Linked DNA regions of Mus musculus: all the other regions are linked to region 2. The links are chromatin contacts, called in public HiChIP or PLAC-seq maps. All regions are on one chromosome and are shown on one strand. The core of a region is the stretch at or near the end of the contact, and the rest is flanking DNA. Distances in the headings are between cores, read along the strand shown. Region 1 overlaps Dapp1 (dual adaptor for phosphotyrosine and 3-phosphoinositides 1). Region 2 overlaps Mttp (microsomal triglyceride transfer protein). Region 3 overlaps Dapp1 (dual adaptor for phosphotyrosine and 3-phosphoinositides 1).

Region 1 (2,770 bases), core at 249-2,748, 160 kb after region 2:
ATGGACTCCATCCCTTTCCCCCAGGTGGTGAGCTAATCTAGTCCCTCTGAGTTGCACCTATAAGGACACTCAGTGCATTTAGGGTTTCTCCTCCAATCCCCCATTGGCCCCATTTGTAGTCTTGAACCCTTGACACGCTGGCTTCTAGTAGCAAGCATCTAATGTTCCCGAATTCTTGTGGCCTTGGCTGGACATGCAGCAAAAGCTCTATGCTAATAATGACCCTGGGGGGGGGGGGCTATTGGATGACTGTGGCAGCACTTTCACAAACCCAGGAAGCCTTGCTCTCCCCTCTCTCCTTTCTGTTCCTGACCTCCTTGCACACTTGGGATGGTAGTCACTACATCCCAGATGCTGTTCCTCGCTCCTTTGCGTCTAGTTCAGCCATTTTGGTTTATTTGGGTTTGGGTTTTGTTATTAATTAAGTCTTCCTCTCCCCTTCCCTCTCCATCTTTCCCTCCCTCCATTTCCCCCCTCTCTTCCCCCCTCTTCTTTCTTCTTCGGTTTTGGGGTCCAAACTCAGGTTTTCATGCTTTCAAAGCATGTATTTTACCAACTACACTAGCTTCCCAATCTGGGAAATACTTTTACTCTCTTAGCTGTTTCTCAATCAGGGAGGAGGGGAGAGGAGAGAGGGAGAAGGAGGGGCAGTGGAAGGAAGGAAAGAAGGAAGGAAGGGAGGGAGGGAGGGAGGGAGGGAGGGAGGGAGGGAGGGAGGGAGGAAGGAAGGAAGGAAGGAAGGAAGGAAGGAAGGAAGGAAGGAAGGAAGGAAGGAAGGAAGGATGGATGGGAGAAGTCAGGTATAGTAGTGTATCTTTTCGATTCTGTTGCTATGGAAACAGGCACTGCTTACTGGCTAACCAGCCTAGTCTATTTGGTGAATTGTAAGCCAGAGATGGATACTGTCTGAGGAACAATAACCAAGACTGGCCTCTGGTCTCCACATGCACACAAAGATATACACATGCACTTGCACATATAAGCATGCCTGCACACATGTAAATGTTTATGCATGCACATACACAAACAAACACAAAAAGGTACTTCTCTAAACAACTGTTGACAGGCTTCAGTGAGCTCAAAAGCAAAGAGTTTAACATATTGTTTATCCTCTTCTTAGACATGGACCCTTCGGTATTCACTTTCTATGCTATATAACAAGTCACCAAAAATTTGTCATGGCTTAAAACAACACAAATTGACCGTGCCACTGTTCCTGCATACATTAAAATCCGGGCCTCTATTCAAATTCTGCCAGCCTGACTTAAAGATGTTTTCAGCAGCAGCTGGGGCTCTTGACAGAAACGCAGAACCCCTGCATCACTTCCTCCTTTCCTTACCTAGTTTGCTTGTCTTTCATTTCCCTGCTGTGGTAGCACCAGGGTCCCTGTTCCCCTAGCTGTCAATCAGGGAGGGAGCAGTGTCAACTGACAGATGCCACTGTGATCCGTGCTGTGTGGCCTGCATGCGTAATACACATGGCACGACTGTCTGCTGCCTTCCTGCCAGCCAGAGCACCTCTCTACCCTCTCCTGTGTCAGAGAGTTCCGTTCCACGGAGCTCACATGAAGAGGTCAGGCCCACAAGAGACTCTTCGTGTTTTTAAGGTGAACCAATTTGGAGACTTAACAATGCACTAAATCTCTTCACAACTCCATCTTGACTAGTTCTTACCTGGGTAATTGGAACAGTGCTATACATTGGAGTTGGGGTCGGAGCGTCTATGAGTTCTGCCTGGCATAACTTCCATTCTCTGGCAGTGAGTCTACATGCGTTTTTTAGAAGGAGAGATAGGTACAGAATAGGAAACAAATTAGGTAGCCAAAGGGAGAAAAATTATATCTAGTAACATTTGGAGTCACCCTGACAAGTCTTATTTATAAATTTTCTAAATAGGGCTAGGCAGTAATAGCTAAGTCTATGCAAGATAAAAATAACTGAGTTGAACTCCCAGAACCCATGTAGAAAACTAGGAATGTTGGTATGTGCTCATAATCCTGATGCTAGAAAGGAGAACACGGAGGTATCCCTGGGGCTCACTGGCCACACAGAACTTGCTGAATTGATGAACCCCAGGTTCAGTGAGAGTCCTTGCCAAAAAAAAAAAAAAATCCATGGAGAAGATTCCTGACAAATGATACCTGAGGTTAACCCCTGGCTTCCACAACCATGTGCATACATGTGCACGTGTGCTTATACACACATGTACCTGCACATGTGAGAACACAGGTACTTACACTGCGTGTCAGGTAGATCACAGATGGTAACTAAAGTTTTATCTACATGTGACTCATCTGAGCATAAGCTATTTATGAATAGACTGCATGTATTTCACCTTCATGAAAAATTAAAATAAATATCACTGGTTTTCATTACAAATACTTGGTAACATTTGGAGCAGGGGGAAGCTACCATCAGAGGTGACAGGATCCATAGGCCAGTTGTTTAGAGTTATGGTTATTTTTATTCATTTATTTGTCCATTTCCTTAATAATAGACCTTTGAAAGCGTGCATCTTGGACCAGCCATCGTAACTCGATGACCTTGTTGGGAAGAAGTCTAGTCTCATAGGGCCACTAAGACCCAAATCTTGCTACAAAGCAAAGTGTAGCAATCGCTTAAAAGAAGGCAAGTTTTTGAGCAAGAAATTAAAAGGCACTCAACATAAGGCAGAATTATCATGAGGTAGAAGTTTCAGGAAGACTCAAGGTTGTTTACCAATGGGAAGGGCCAATTGTAGGTAAGGAGCAAGGATGGAAAAAACTCTTCC
Region 2 (3,055 bases), core at 472-2,971:
TACAAAGGAAAAAAAAAGAAAAAAGAAAAGGCTAGTTCACTTTACTAGTTCTAGGAAAACAATAGATACCAATAGAAAAAAAATTAATTTTTTTTCTATGAAGGGTTCATGCTTTTTGGATTATTTACTTGGAAAAAAATAACACTGCATCGTCATCTTATCAAGACAGCAAGATGGACGTCGCAGAGGTGACCAATGATAGATGAGCACGCGACCTCATTTGTAGACTGAGTGCAAGGCCGGAGTCTCCTGCAGCACGGCCAGAACTCTAAGAGCTCTTTGTAGGCTAGGGAAATGGGAGCGAATGAAGACAGAGTGTTAGCTTCCCCAGCTAATGGCTTCGGAAGCATTTCAGACTTGGACCAAAATATCACCCTCCATCGACACATACCATGGCCACCGTCCAAGCACGTCCGACTTTCCTGGGTCTGAGAACTCTACTTATAAGCCTTGTGTAGCCATGATGCCCAGAGATATCCAAGCATATGCACTGGAAATCATATGGGAAGGAAATCCCATAGCACGGAGCATCAGAAAGCCAGCTTGCAGCTGAGAGACAGCCAGTGGATTGTATGAGAATATGATCCCGGGATTTTCAGACAGTGAAGTCACTGGCACAGGTCCCCTTTAACCAGCACAGACAACACTATCCTTACCCTTGAGGGTGACGCAGTGGAGTGACTAAAACTGATCACAGATACAGTATCCAGCAAACCTGTCACTAGGCGGAGTATGTCTAGGAAGTAAAAATAGAGATTTGACGCGCTCATGTGGTTAATTCAGACACAATATTGCCTCCTAAGACATGAGGAATGTTTAGGCTGAATTATTCAACATTGATATTAATTAAATTCATTGTACTCCTGAGCTGTTGGAAATTCTCATTTTGTTGTTGTTGTTTATTTGTTTGTTTTTGTTTTGTTTTCTGAGAAGTGGATCGGCGGGGCAGGAATGTTCTGCCACCGCTTTTGTAGGTATTTTCACAGGGAAGACATATCTGTCCTCCATGTCTGAACCATAGGGTGTGTTTGAAGTCAGTAGGTGAAAGTAATGGGCTGCCCTCTAAAAACTTCTCTATGATTTCCGTGCTGTTTCTTATAGATGAACCAACTCATTAAAATGATAAAAGATATAGGGTCAGTAAGTGAGAAGGATATAAAACAGAGCCGAGTCACTTCCTATTCCTGCCAAATCACACTCCTTTCAACCCCCTCCCTATACGTTCTGATGAGAGCCTTCTGCAGTAGCTGGGCTGTGCAGTAGAAGCAGCCTCTCCAGCGCTGCAGCCTCTGCCATTCTGCTACCCGAGGCAGCGTCACTGCTCGGGAATCACGTTGGTGCTCTGCCGCTTGTTCATGGGTATCACAGCTGTTCATGAGCAAACTCCAGCGCCTCGTCATGGCCTACGCCATGACGTCACACCATTTCAGAAATGCAAACTGCCATTTGTGGTGATTCTCGTTCTCTTCTAAGAGCATTTCTTTCACTTTTGTTGTTGTTGTTTTTTTTTTTATTTGTTTATTCAGCTTTTGTTTCTAGCAGGTGAAACGTGTGTGCTGTGAAGGAAAATGATGGCCCAGCTTTGCTCCCCTCCACAGCTCTGGTTTTTACAGAAACCCTGGGCTCTCCCTTTCCACGGTGACCTTCATGCTCAGGACCTTTATTTTCGCCTCCTAAGTTCCATTTCCTGATGATCTCACTTCCTAGAAACTGAAACTGCTTCCTTTTACAAGAAAGAAATCACAGCTTTGCACTAACAGAATAATCTCTCACGTAATCAGTGGGTGTGAGAACCAGGCTTCTCCAGCCTCGCATTTAACTGAATCTGATAAACAAGGTCCAATGACTTCATTTATATTTTTCTTCTTCCCTTTAGGTCAAGGAGTTCTACTCCTATGAAAACGAGCCAGTGGGCATAGAAAATCTCAAGAGAGGCTTGGCTAGCTTATTCCAGATGCAGCTAAGCTCTGGAACTACCAACGAGGTACTTAATGCTAAGAAGTCAGCATTGGGTGAAGGGGAGAGGCAGGCACTCGCTGTAATCTCAGCTACTTGGGGGCTAAGGCCCAGTTTTAAGCAAAGGTCTGCCTGGGTCATAGAGTAACTTTAAGACAGTCTGGTGACTTAATGAAATCCACCATTTTTATAAAAGATGGTTGTGGCTACTACTGTGCCAGTAACCAGTGCAACAGGAAGAGACAAGTAAATTCTGGGAGTTCACAGACCAGCTCTGTTGACCCAGTTGGTGAGCTGCAAGTTCAGCGAGAGAACCTGTCTCAAGGGAATAAGTCAGAAAGTGATGGGGGGAGATAGAAACCTATGTCTCCTCTGGCCTACATGTATGCATATGGATGTGTGCACTCAGTCATATAATGCGCATTTACCACACATGCATAGATAATACACATATATCTCCCAAGCAATAATAAAATAAAATATAAAAGGAGCTAGAGATGTGTGTCAGTAGTTGAGAGCCTGTTGAGCAAGTACAAGGCCCAGTTCAAGCCCCAGTACTACAAATTAAATGAGCAGGTCAATAAATAAGTCAACCAACATCTTATTTGTCAACAGGTATATCAAATCATTTCTAAGCATTTTTGCATACTGAAATTCCACAGAAAATTATAACTGCTTTTAAGATTAAGTATTGTTTTAGAGACGTTGACTTAAGTTGACTTAAGTTGGATAGTCAAATTTCACTTACATATGAAATGATTTATTGCTTAAATACAGAGTTATGGAGTTGGAATCAGTTCTATAAAGGGAACCTTGGATAACTGTAAAATATGCAGAAAACTTTGGGGGATCCAATGGTTGTTAAGTGTCTCTGTCCTGCTGCCTTGTGGCAAGCATATTTTAAAAAACGTATTCCTTAGATTCATCCTAAAGATGCTAAAATCATAGATTCATCCCAAGGATACTAAAATCATAGATTCATCCTAGGGATGCTAAAATCATAGATTTATCCCAAGGATGCTAAAATCATAGAAAAGCAATGACCTGAGTAGCTGTATTTTAATCGTCTCGGGGATTTGGAATGGATCACTGGCTTTCA
Region 3 (3,022 bases), core at 33-2,532, 170 kb after region 2:
TGCAATCTGAAGACCAGAGCTGAGATCCTATAACCTACTTAAAAGCCAGCACTCAGTAGCATACGTGTGTTTATTCCCTGCGAGATGATGACAGGCAGACAGGAGAGTCTCCAAAAGCTTTAAGTCCAGCTCAACCTGGTATGTGTTTTAAACAAGGTGAAAGGTAAAGAAACTCAAGTTTATGCTGTATATATGTATATTCCATAGACATACTGTACCATGTACGTGCACACATGTGGGCACACACATAGGCCATATATACAGGGATCATTGCTTCGTAAGTTCTTGTGGCTTTGTAGCTTGAATAGTTTACCATTTTACTACAACTCATCAAAAATAAAAAATCCTGAAAATTGGTTTTAAAAGACTTGGAGGTTGGAGAGCTAGTTAAAGAGTTAACAAAAGGAAGCATTGGATTTTAGAGCTAGAGAAATCTAGGAAAGTAAAATGATTGATACATTTCCAGAGACAGACGAGGCCCGAGATCAGATCAAGACCTACCTCTGCTCAGTTCTTCTTTTCTTGCCAGCCAGTTCCCTTCGTAGCTTCCTCTTTCCCTGTTCTTAGCTGTCACAAAACCACCTCGTGTATCAACTGTTTATCTTCACAGTCTCCTCCTCTTCTGTTTTTTAAGATAAAAAAAAATTATACAATATATTCTGATCATACTTTTCCCTCCCCAGCATCTCCCAGACCTTCCCCATCTCCATACCCATCCAATTCATGCCCCTTCTTTCTTAAAAAACAAAAACCAAGAAATGTACCATAAAAACACAAAAAAATCAAAAGCAAAATACATAATCAAAAGACCAATAAGACAAAAAAAATGCCTCCTAAAAGAAAAAAAGTCTACCAAGCACCAGTGAGTTTGATTTGTATTGGACAACCACTTCTGGGTCTAAGATCTACCCTGAACTGTGGCCAATATACCCAGTATGACTCCATTAAAGAGAATTAATTTTTCTTTTGCCGGCAGGTATCGGTGGCAGACAGCTTCTTGGTTAGTGGTGGGAGCCATGCCCACCTTCCCTCTTAGCCTCTGTTAGGCTCCTAGAGACTTGCCATCAGTGAGCCTACGATCTGCTCTCTTTTGCCTGTGTTTATCTTTGGTCAGTAGGAAGAGTCAGCCAATACTTGATCTGTAGCTTTGGTCTCAGCTAGGACTAAGACTCTTTAGACCAAATTATGGAAGTCATAACTACTTTTTGTTTGCTTCCTCCATGTGTCACAAAGTTCAACTGACTAAGTATGTGGACACTGTAACACAGGAGAGAACTTAAAAACTGTGGTTAGGGCTTGGTCAACAGGGAAAGCACATAATATAACAAGAAGAAGCCTAAGAACTTTATTGTGTAATGACACCAACCAAAACAGTTGAGGCTTTTTAATAGATCCAGGACTGTATCTCAGTATACTTTGCTCACGGAATCCTGAACTGACCTAGTTGAGAGAACAGAGCCCTCGTCAGATTGTCATTCTTGTCCCTGCTCACCCATTGTGGGCACCTCTCTCTCTCCCAGCTTTGAGCTCTGAGGTATCCACATTTCTGTTTTCTCTTTTGAGAAATGAGTTCCAGTCTGTGGAGGAAGAACATTACGTCATACTTCTAGAAGAAGAACTTGCTTGAAGTAAAAAACTGAAAGTAGTCGATTTCCCCCAAATGCAGGTGCTTATATAAAGTTACTTCACATCCTTTGTCAACTTTAAGGAAATTATTGTTCATATATTGTAAATGCGAAAGCACTAGGCTCCTGAGGTAAGATTAAATTTAATTAATTCATTTGTTAAATGAACATTTTAAAGTGACCACCAGCTTTAAGTGTTGCAGTAAACTAGGCAAAGACCTATGAGCTTCCATTATAGAGGAGGTCACGATACAATTGGCATACTATAACACCAAACAGGTTACACGGAGGGACAGGGCAACTTCCCTGGGTAAGAAACATTGGAGCAGAAATGTCATTTAGAGGAAGGAGAAAATGGGTTATGTGCATGTATGAAATTGTCAACAAATTTTTTTTCCTAAAGAAAAGAACAGTTCACGTTAAGGAGTAAGAAGGCAGAGTAGAGAGAAAAAAATAACACACAAGATCCCTGAGGCAGACATTCCACAGAAGGGCTTCAAGGACCAACAAGGTCAGCATCGCTAGGAGTGGGCCAGAGGGAAGGTGAGGCTCTAGAGCACAAGAGGGCTAACCTGTGCTGCTTCCCAGCAGAGGGATGGCTGAGATGAGCTAAGTGTCCTGCAGGGAGCATGGCTCCCATGCCAGCTCTCCTTCCCTCGCTGCACAGACTGAGTCTTTGTTCTGGATGCTGAAAAAGTCTGAGAGTTTTAGTCACTTAAGTTAAGTCTTCACAGTTTGAAAGAGACCCCCTGATTACTGAGTGTTCAGTGGACTTGCTGCTGAGTTAGAGGCCAGGCGATCTCTTAGGACGTAAGTGGTCACCATCAAGATGCTACAAAGATACAGACAACATGATAATAGACGGTGCAGTTATACTCCTGGAGACAATGTATTCCAAGTTCCTGACCCAGCCTGGCTTAGTGAGAATATATGATTCCTCAGCTTCCTTTTAACAACCCTTTCCTTCAAAAGAGGATGTTCCTTTGCTTTGTGACATCTTTCTCTGTTATATGATCTACGATGTGTGATGGTTCTTCTTGGGTGCCTCCTTTATACGTTTCCAGCATGTTTATCGATGTGTCCATGTGTATCCCTCTCTCTCTCTCTGCCTCTGTCTCTCTGTCTCTGTCTGTCTGTCTCTCTCTGTCTTCCTGTCTCTGTCTCTCTCTGGCTCGCTGTCTCTGTCTCTGTCTCTCTCTGTGTGTGTGTGTGTGTGTGTGTGTGTGTGTGTATTTAGGCTCTTTATTACAGAGTTATATATATTTAACTATACCCTGTGAACATCTTTGGTAGCTTGCATGGTTTCCTAAAACACAATTAAGTAAATTCCTTAATATTCTACTACTGAGTATATTGGTTTACTTAAAACAGTCATTCTGGTTGGCTGGGTTTTTTTT

The links. HiChIP or PLAC-seq counts read pairs in DNA pulled down with a chosen protein or histone mark.
Region 1: an H3K27ac HiChIP or PLAC-seq map of microglia shows a contact between it and region 2, with 7 times the contacts expected there. The contact joins two enhancer-like sites. A contact is called at or near these places in 4 of 39 promoter capture datasets (hippocampal neurons, liver, second pharyngeal arch cranial neural crest and 1 more), 4 of 115 datasets of contacts at active chromatin or transcription factors (bone marrow-derived macrophages, embryonic stem cells and microglia) and 2 of 9 other capture datasets (adipose tissue and pancreatic islet).
Region 3: an H3K4me3 HiChIP or PLAC-seq map of bone marrow-derived macrophages shows a contact between it and region 2, with 4 times the contacts expected there. The contact joins two enhancer-like sites. A contact is called at or near these places in 2 of 115 datasets of contacts at active chromatin or transcription factors (bone marrow-derived macrophages and heart atrium) and 3 of 9 other capture datasets (adipose tissue, embryonic stem cells and pancreatic islet).

What each region holds. Positions count from the first base shown.
Region 1 is chr3:137,962,304-137,965,073 of GRCm38.p6, reverse strand. The region is part of intron 2 of Dapp1 (dual adaptor for phosphotyrosine and 3-phosphoinositides 1); the gene reads left to right. All of the region lies in intron 2 of Gm19708 (a long non-coding RNA gene), which reads right to left. Among named protein-coding and RNA genes, the nearest start is that of Dapp1, 18 kb to the left of the region's middle. Within about 2 kb of position 1,498, at least 60 of the 459 cell types and tissues checked have an H3K27ac peak or open chromatin away from gene starts, as enhancers often do. A contact at or near this core is called in microglia, where this site is marked.
Region 2 is chr3:138,117,242-138,120,296 of GRCm38.p6, reverse strand. Mttp (microsomal triglyceride transfer protein) reads left to right here. Exons shown (of 18, transcript NM_008642.3): 4 at 1,877-1,984. Among named protein-coding and RNA genes, the nearest start is that of Mttp, 13 kb to the left of the region's middle. Within about 2 kb of position 1,721, at least 26 of the 459 cell types and tissues checked have an H3K27ac peak or open chromatin away from gene starts, as enhancers often do. A contact at or near this core is called in bone marrow-derived macrophages and microglia, where this site is marked.
Region 3 is chr3:137,945,276-137,948,297 of GRCm38.p6, reverse strand. The region is part of intron 4 of Dapp1 (dual adaptor for phosphotyrosine and 3-phosphoinositides 1); the gene reads left to right. It overlaps Gm19708 (a long non-coding RNA gene), which reads right to left. Exons shown (of 4, transcript XR_867665.2): 1 at 1,441-3,022; 2 at 502-622. Among named protein-coding and RNA genes, the nearest start is that of Gm19708, 3.0 kb to the right of the region's middle. Within about 2 kb of position 1,282, at least 57 of the 459 cell types and tissues checked have an H3K27ac peak or open chromatin away from gene starts, as enhancers often do. A contact at or near this core is called in bone marrow-derived macrophages, where this site is marked.